2 separate regions of the Oryctolagus cuniculus genome follow, and region 1 is linked to region 2. A link is a contact called in public Micro-C data. All regions are on one chromosome and are shown on one strand. The core of a region is the stretch at or near the end of the contact, and the rest is flanking DNA. Distances in the headings are between cores, read along the strand shown. Region 1 holds the start of PARP2 (poly(ADP-ribose) polymerase 2). Region 2 holds the start of RNASE4 (ribonuclease A family member 4).

Evidence for each region. Hi-C and Micro-C count contacts between places; a contact is called where the count stands out from the background.
Region 1: a Micro-C map of ear pinna shows a contact between it and region 2, with 8 times the contacts expected there. The contact joins the promoter of PARP2 here to the promoter of RNASE4 in region 2. A contact is called at or near these places in 5 of 6 Hi-C or Micro-C datasets (ear pinna, embryonic fibroblasts, psoas muscle and 2 more).

What each region holds. Positions count from the first base shown.
Region 1 is chr12:54,405,307-54,409,613 of mOryCun1.1, forward strand. PARP2 (poly(ADP-ribose) polymerase 2) reads right to left here and starts at 2,187. Exons shown (of 16, transcript XM_070053948.1): 1 at 2,040-2,187; 2 at 819-980. The coding sequence starts at 2,085. It overlaps CCNB1IP1 (cyclin B1 interacting protein 1), which reads left to right and starts at 3,527. Exons shown (of 7, transcript XM_070053956.1): 1 at 3,527-3,719.
Region 2 is chr12:54,100,679-54,105,147 of mOryCun1.1, forward strand. It overlaps RNASE4 (ribonuclease A family member 4), which reads right to left and starts at 2,148. Exons shown (of 2, transcript XM_002718039.5): 1 at 2,005-2,148. ANG (angiogenin) reads right to left here and starts at 2,137. Exons shown (of 2, transcript XM_008269305.4): 1 at 2,005-2,137. It overlaps TRNAP-UGG (transfer RNA proline (anticodon UGG)), which reads right to left and starts at 2,548; the gene lies at 2,477-2,548. TRNAY-GUA (transfer RNA tyrosine (anticodon GUA)) reads right to left here and starts at 3,632; the gene lies at 3,543-3,632.

The sequences.
Region 1 (4,307 bases), core at 937-3,436, 300 kb after region 2:
GCTTTGAATCAGTGTGGTGCAACAGCCGCAGCACGCCAGCTGTGGCGGCCATTGGAGGGTGAACCAAAAGCAAAGGAAGACCTTTCTCTCTGTCGCTCTCTCTCTGTGCACTCTGCCTGTCTCAAAAAAAAGAAAAAAAAAAAAAAAAGAGTCCTGAGGCCAGCCAGTGGGGCTGGGGTCTGTGGGCCCCTCAGCCGTAGGTGGAATGTCCTTTACAAGCAGGCTGTCAGCTGTGGCTGGAAAGCCTGTCTCCAGACCAACTGGCATCTCCCCCACTAACAGCTTCTTGTGGGGCATGTGTGACCTTGCGGCTTTGAATCACACCTTCAGGGTGGGGGCAATCTTTCACCCAGAGCTGGCAGAGGAGGAGGCTGAGCCCCTAAGGAGACGACGGACAGTCTCCAGGAGACCCCCACTAAACCAATCAACATACGTTTGTGAAAACCCGTCCAATGGGCACCCCACAGAATGACCCAATGAACAGACAGCAATGCCTTAAAAACCCGGGACACTTCCTTAAAGCCAGTGTCCCGCTCGGGCACTCCGCCTGCTCCCCTCTTGGACCAAACACCCTCTGCTGCTTGCCAATCAAATAAAAGCTTCTTTCTGTCTAATAAAAATTTCTGTTTCTTTACAAACTGTTTCCTGGCTTTTTATTTCTATACTAAGCTAAGGAAAGTGCTATAGTATGTGCTGAGGCTAGGGAAATTAATTATACTCTCAAGAAAGGAAGAAATAATAGTTAAAGAACAAATTATCGCACAACCACTCCCACTTCCCCCAGAGAAATTCTAGCTAGCCCTTGTCTGCCTTACCACCTTGCTTGTCTTCTGTCCCCTCCTTATCAGCCTTTTTTTCAGCCGAAGGTTCCTTTTTCATCTCTAGTTTCTGGCATCTTCGAGTTTTCTTGGCAGGGGGAGAGTCTTCGGTGACTGAATTGCCATTATTAACTTTCTTGGTTTCATTTACTGCTACAGAAGCTAAGAACGAGAGTGAACAAATAAAGATCCTGTGTGAAAAAAAAAAAAACTTTTAAAGAAATGATTTGAAGATGGCTTTGTCAGTTTACAAAGTTTGTAAGAAACAGACACAACTGCTACAGCAAAGCTCTTGATAACAGGCTGAGTAGTCTTTCATAAACTGCTATTTCAGCCTAACAAAAGGAAGCCCCAAGGCACCTGTAAGTCCACAGCCTAAGGCATGAGTCTCAGTCTACTCACGCTTTGCTCCAGCCTCAGCACCCACAAATACCTACCCAAACTACCTGAGGCAACAGCAGACTGCTCTAGGCACTCAGCCTAGCTAGGATCCCAGTTCTGCTTCTTCTAGCTGGAAACCTTAGAGAAGTTACGTGATCTATTTTGACCTCCATTAGCCCAACCATAAAATCCATAAGATGACAACAGGGTAGACTTATGCATTTAAGCTCTTGACACAGAGGTGAGTTAAACTCCGCTTGGGGTCTACCCATCCCATAGCCGAGTGCCTGCTTTGAGGCCTGGGAGGCAGCAGCCCACGGCCTAAGTACTTGGGATCCTGTCTCTCACTGGGTAAACCAGATGGAGTCCCTGGCTCCTGGCTTCCGCCAGGGCTACTGCAGGCATCTGGGGAGGTGGGGATGGAAGAGCTCTCTGTCTCTACTTCCATCATTCTGCCTTTCAAATAAATAGACTTTTAAAAACTCCATAATAGAGTACTATATTTCAACAGTTCTAAGACTTGCATTTGACTCTGAAATCGGGATATGTCTTATGACGAATGATATATAGTGAATCAGGATTTAATTGGAAGCGCTTATCCTTTCTTTAGTGGAACATAAAATCAAATGATGCATGCTACAACTGATTTTAAAAATTAGATTGTTAGGTATTCATTCATAGCGCTGCCACTACATCAGTTGTCACAGGTCCACAAGCCTTTCTGAACTCTAAAAATCAAGCCTTAGAAGTCCAGGAACACGTGCAGATCGAGGGGAGAGGGACCAGAGCAGGGGGCACGCTCCTCTTCGGACTTCCCGCCCGCCAGCATGCTCTCCGAACCTCGAGCGCCGCGGCTGGAAGCCGCCCGCCGCCGCCGCGCCGCCATGGAGATCTAACGTCATCAACCCGCTCCCGGGAACCGCGCCCTGGCCCGTTCCCGCGTCAGCACACAGCGCGCTTGCGCTGTGGCGAGAAGCGCGTCTGAAGCATACTTCAAGAAATTTGCATGTCGCTATGTCTTGTGGGAAGCTACCGTAAGGGAAAGATGCCTTGGGTTTTCGGAGCTTTATAAAGTCTGTTCGGATCCACCTCTCCCCATAGGGCGGAGGAAGCTCATCAGTGGGGCCACGAGCTGAGTGCGTCACGTCACTCTACCCCATGTCCCTTGGGAAGGTCTGAGACTAGGGCCAGTAGCGGCCCTAACAGGGCTCTCCCTGAGTCTCGGGGAGGTGAGTTCCCAGAGAACGGGGCTCCGCGCGAGGGCAGACTGGGCAGGAGATGCCGCGGGCCCGCCCCGGGTCCCGGCGGATGCCTCCTTAGCCGGAGCTTGGAACAGACTCACGGCCAGCGAAGTGAGTTCAATGGCTGAGGTGAGGTACCCCGCTGGTGGGGGCCTCATAACCTAATTCAGACTACTCTCCCCCGCCCTGCTTTTCCCTTTTCTGTAATTGGGATTAAATTATGGATTAAATTAAATTCAATAAGTAGTTTTCAGTTAAAATGGCTAGGTAGGCTGTGAAGTGGATTGGAAGATATTATTAAAAAGTGAGAACTGTAAATTCCTACAAATTTTCCTTCTATATGAAGAAAAATACCTCGAGTACTTTATATGTATTTGTATATGCATTCTGTGTTTTATGTTTTAAAAAATCATAATGAATATTGTGCCAGTGAGTTCTCTAGTTATGATTTAAAAAGCAATCCTAACATACGAGGAAGCTTCAAAAATTCACGGAAAATTCACATTCTCTTTAAATTCCCTTTGCCCATAAACTTCGTAAAGCTCCCTCATGTAATTTAACCAAAGGGGGTGTGAGGAGTCAAAATGCTCCATTAATCATGTCCTGATCACTAAAGGTCACTGTTTTGGATCCAGCGATGTGTAAGATACACTTTGCCCTTCAGTAGTTTATAGTCTACTTGGGGAGTGAAATCTGAAATTATGTAATGACAATAAAAATAGGTAACATGTTGAGTACTGTGTGGCAGGCATTAAACTGGGCACATTTTATAAATTATTTTACTTAATCTTCACAGCAATCATAGGAGGGCGATGCCTCTTTATAGTTGAGGAAACAGATGTTTGTCAGGAAATCACAAGGCTCAGATTCAAAATCAGCTAAATTTTACTTTAAAGGCTAAACAGTTAATTGTCCATCTTTTATGCACTGAGCCTCTTAGCCTGAAGATTGCTCTGAAGCCTAGTTCTAACTTGAATGGGTCTAGAATCTTTATAATGGAAGCCGTTATCTTACATAACTCACCATGTTCAGATTACAAAACATAGGGCGTTGTCATAAAGGGATTAAAACTCTTTGGAATAGAATGTAGTAGGCCTATCTAAGCAAGAGCTTGTACAGGTCGCTTATATTAGCCTGTGTTTGCTTGTGCTAAGTATATTAACCCAGAAAGAAACTTGGTTTTTGAAGGTCAATCTAAAAACAGTTCTGGAAGCATCATTGGTCCTCAGGGAGACAGGAGGGTAAAGGAGGCCACTGCGTCATCTCAGCACCTTTTAAGGTAAAGGAGGAGGGAAGCCTCCTGCAACTCAATAGCCAATCAGCGTCTGAGGCCACTTCTCAAGGGCCCCTTCCTGTCTCTCTACTTTCTTTCCTCCGTTGTGGTGGGCTGGTGAGTGTGCACTTAATTCTGCTCTCTAGTTGTTCCGAGTTTCTCTTCCATGTGAACCATCTCCCCAGGTTTCAGGCCTTTATTGCAAACCGGCGTGGGAATGTGTGTAAGTAGCAAGGCTATATCGGCCGTGTGGAGGTTGGGGGCAGGTTAGTGAAATGCTGAGCCTGGCTTGTTTCCACGTGGGCCTCTGCAGGAGTGGGTTTTCCGCTGAGACCTGGTCACTGTGCTTTAGGTACAGAGTGCATCGGCTTCGTTTTGTTTGGTGGGAAAGAGAATTGTTATTAGCCCAGTGCTGTTTTGATTTGTATCTCCCTGGGTGAGGGTGGACCTTGGAAACTGAATTCAGCCCCCTACATTTTCATTCACCTTCAAACGTCTTAAGGGCCCAGATCCTTACAGGATCTGTGGAAACTGCGGTGGACATCGTCTTTGCCCTGATTTTGCACAGAGCATTCTGGCTTTCTTGATGAGACT
Region 2 (4,469 bases), core at 898-3,397:
CACAAGGAAGTTATGTTGAAATAGAAAATAGGGCTTTGGAAAAAAAAAAAGATTTCCTATTTCATTAAGATGCATCTACACACTTACAGTGCTTCAAAACACAAGGACCTATAATGCGTGACTAGTGAACATTATATCTTTGTCCACAATTTTAGTACATGTAAAACAACTGCCAAGTTAAAAAAAAAAAAAAACTCCTGTTTTTCAACTGCTCTGACAACTTGAACTTGAAAGTCATTTCCCTTTTCCTAGATTTTTTTCCTATGTCTCTCCCTCAAGCCAGGAGTGTTCCTGCACATGGACATAGAAGGCAGGGGACTCTACTTCCAAGGAGTCTAGGGAAAATATAGTCCCCCTTCAGACAGAGTATACATGCAATATTTCTGTCCGAGGACTAATTATAAAATTTGATGAAGGAAGGTACGGACCAGATCACCTTTAAAGTCCTTTATAATGTGAATATTTTTAGGTCTATAAGCATGAAACTTATCCAGTGACAAAAGTAATGGTTAAAGGAGGAAAAGCTCCCATGAAAAGAAGGGTCACACCTCCAGGAAGTGAGGACACTATTGACTGAGTGAGAATGTGAACAGAGTCCTCCTGACACAACTCTATTTCCAAAGACAAAAATTAAACATTCACCTTTCAACAAACTCTGTGTTTTGTGTACATTCCCTTACCAAGTGTTTTAAGGCATTCTGTTTACAGAGATTGCAATTTGCTGAAATACAGATTAAGTGAAAACTCCTAAAGAACAGTTTCAAAGGTCTGCAATGGTCCACTTTTTGGTCCATCTACGTTAACTTCAGTCCCATTGGCAAATGCTTCCAACGACAATTCAGCAAGCCTACTTGCTTTTAGCTTCTTTTATGTAAGAGTTACATAACAAATCTCTGACACCATCCCATTCCTGGGACTATAAGGTTTCCAATGCACCACACAACTTTTTATTCTTTTTTTTTTTTTTGGTAATTTCTAGAAAAGCAAAACTTTTTTCAGGTGCCCCTGAAAGTCAGTGGTGAAAGGAAACCCACACTAAATATTTCCGTAAGTTCCAAAAATATGTTGCTCCCCTTTCTATCCTTAAGAGAGTTGCTTGAATTAAAGTATCTGTGACCAAATTATACTTCTGCACTGACGAGTTAGCAGCTGAGCAGGTAAGTGGTCTTTGGATACCAGAGGTTGCCTACCCGCTAGTTCTCATCTGAATAGCTGAGGCTGCTTCTATAAGGTGGGCCGCTCGCTTGGGTTGCTAGTGAATACTGCTATGGCTTGACCACAGGTTTCGTGCTGTCACGGAGGGGGGATACGGCTCACTGAGATCTCGCCAGCCCCCAGGATGGTGCTGACATTGGTTTTACAGTCCCTCCTAAATAAAGATGCCTTGTTTTATCCAAGCGCTGTTGCGGTTCATGTTCCGTTTCAGAGCAAATAACCAGGGGATTCCAATTAGGCTCGGAGAGGAGAAAGTTGGCCAGTGTCTCCAGGAATTTCGCAACACTGGCTGAGAGGATGGGTTAAGGGCGGGGAACCACGAGAAAACGAAAACACCAGTTCCCAGATGTCAGCGACGCTTGCCAACTACAAAAACAAAAACCTGGACAAAAGCCCTGCTTCACAATTCTGGCGATCGACCTGGTACCGAAGGTTTCCTTAGTTTTGAGCAAGTGCAGGCCACCCTTGGGTTGGCCAATTCCGTGGGCTCCCTCTGGGTATCCACACCGGCATCTCCGCCTGGCTGCACAACCGGAACAACGAGGCGGGAACGCAGAATCGCGAACGCGAGCAAGGACGCAACTTTTCCTCCCTCCCCGTCCGTGGGCTCCTCCACACCGGCCCCTCAGCCGCTCCCCTAGGGCCACACACCGCCCCTCGTGCGAGGAAGGGGCTCCCCCGGCGCCCCCGGCCAGGCCACCACGAAGGAGCAGCAGCAGCGGGAACCCAGGCCTCGGGACAGGGCGGCAGAAGCGCGCCGGACAGGGCAAAGGAAAGTGTGTTTCTCACCTCTGCTTGCTCCCTTGCACGACGATGGGGCGCCGCAGTCCTGCTGTGTGTGTGCGTGGCGTCGGGGCGCTCGCGGACACCGACCCGGGTGGGGTTCGGGGAGGGCGGAGGATGCGCGGGCGAGCCTCGGTCTTCGGGACCGCGCCCAGCTTTCCTCTGGAGGCCCCTCCCGCCTGGATCCGCGTCGCGAGCCCCCGCCCCACAGCAGCGGGCGGATCCCCGCCCAGGCCTGGGACGAGCCCGGGGCTGCGCGCTCCTGACCCAGCCACCGGGGGATACAGGGGCTGGAAGTGGTCCCTGTTTCCCTTAGCGCTGGCGGGCGGCGCCCGAAACCCAGCCGGTTCCGTCCCAGCGCTGGTCAATGCTACTTTCTGCGGGACAATCGGAACATGAGAACTGTAGCGAACTTAACTTTTTCCAAGCAATGGCCAAAGAGAGGGAAAAATTTTTTAAAGTTAAAAGAATGCCTGAAGGGCTCGTCCGGGATTTGAACCCGGGACCTCTCGCACCCAAAGCGAGAATCATACCCCTAGACCAACGAGCCACGGCGAAAAACACGCGCTTTTTCTCGACTGAATTGCGCTTTTCGGCACAGTTATTGGCCGCCAGGCTACTCCAGCGGTAACTTTTCCTTTTCCATTCTTGCCGTTTTACCGAGTGCCCTGGCTTCTTCTCCCCCCTCGCGCCAGACCCCTCCAGAGGCAGGGTGCGCTGAGGCGGGGCAGCCTCTCCGCTCTCAGGCCGCGGCTGAGCTCCGCGGACCCCGCTGGGGCGCGTGGAGACACGTGTGGAGCTCCGTGGAACGGCCGTGGGGTCCCGACCCCAGGAGGGACGCGCGGGACGTGTCCGTGCCCGCCTACTACGACGGGCGAGGCTGCCGGGAGCCGGAGCCCGCTCGGGGTGCGCAAACAGGTTGGAGGTGAGCAGGTTGGGGCCTGTTCGGATACTGTGGGCCCCTCGCAGGTGCCCGGAACAGGATTCCGTTTTTCTCTCCGCATCGTTGCATCAAATTGTTTCTTCCCTCCAGAACCCAGGCTCTCGCAGTTTCATCCCAATTCGCGTCAAATCTCACTCTCTATGTATAGTTGCCTACAAAAGCTAAAAGCGCCGCTTCCTGGATGGATGTGTGTGCGCGTGCAGGGCCGGGCAGTCACTGGGGCCGAGGGACACGGGGTGGGGGATGGGGGTGTTCTGCACATCAGGGTCCCGCAGGCCACAGGCCGCACCCACTCACGGTTCAGTTCCAATTGAGAGACTTTGCTCTCTGACTTTTAAGCTTGAGGCAGCAGCCTTGGATCAACTAGAAGCCAAAAAGAAAACCACGGGTTCCGTAAAGAAGCTCAGAACCTCTCGAAATGGCCAGAAGAACCCACTGCACACTCTCCCCAGGGGTGGACACGAAACTGAGGTACTCCGAGCTGTATGCAATATTCATCCAAGGCCGGGTGAGTGATTTCAGATCGGAATCAGAGCAGAGAACCGTCGCGGGAGCACAGAGCGGAACTGTTGAAAGCTGCGAACCCCAAAACAGCAGCTCTTCCTTCGAGCCGGAATCGAACCAGCGACCTAAGGATGACTCCACAGGGAAGCGCTACAGTCCTCCGCTCTACCAGCTGAGCTATCGAAGGGAGCGCACGAGGCCCGTTTCCGGAAGCCCCTATTCAGGATATCGCTCATCGGACGCGCACGCCAGGATCCCCGTTTCTGCACGGCGGCCCGCGCTGTGAGCCCCGTGTCCGCGGCTGCCTCCCTGCGGCGCTTCCTGGCTGAACCAGCGCGTGGGCCCCACACAGGCAGCCCTGTGGCCGGTGCTTGCGGCACATCCTCAGGCCCTCCTGGGGCTGTCGGCCCTGCGGGGCGCTGGGCTGCACCGTTCCGTCCGCGTGACCGCCCCGGGGGCGCGGCGGGCTCGGCTGCGGCCGCGCGCTCCTCTCGCTTCCTCGCCCGGGGCGCGCGGCTGCCTCACGGCGCGCGGGCCTCGGCCCCCTGCGCCCCTCGTTCCCCGAGGCCTCCTCAGACTGGGGCGGCGGAGAGGACGTGGAAGACGCTGCCCGTGCGGTAAACTCAGCGTTTCTGTGAGCAGTCACATTGGGGGGAAAACAGTGTTAGGTTATTCACGGAGGAGGCCGCAGCTTCTTCGAGTCAGTATCAAATTTAGTGACACAAGCCTCGCCCCCCAAGTGCGGGCCCCCACGCTTTCTCCGCTGAGACACGGAAGAAGGAAATCTTGCAGGATGGCGCACGCCTCCGGGACGCCTGACCCCAGGGCCGTCACCGGCTCTTCCCCTTCGAGGAGTCGTTCCCAGAACCGGCGCTCGAGGGTTCGGTCGCGTCCCTGCCTCTGGCCGCCCTCGTCCCCCGCACCGGCGCCACTAGTTCCGAGCACCGGTTCTGGCAGCCATCGGGCTGCGGCCTCGGGCGCGCACGGCGAGGGAGCAGCTTCCCTCAGCCTGTAATGGACTCCG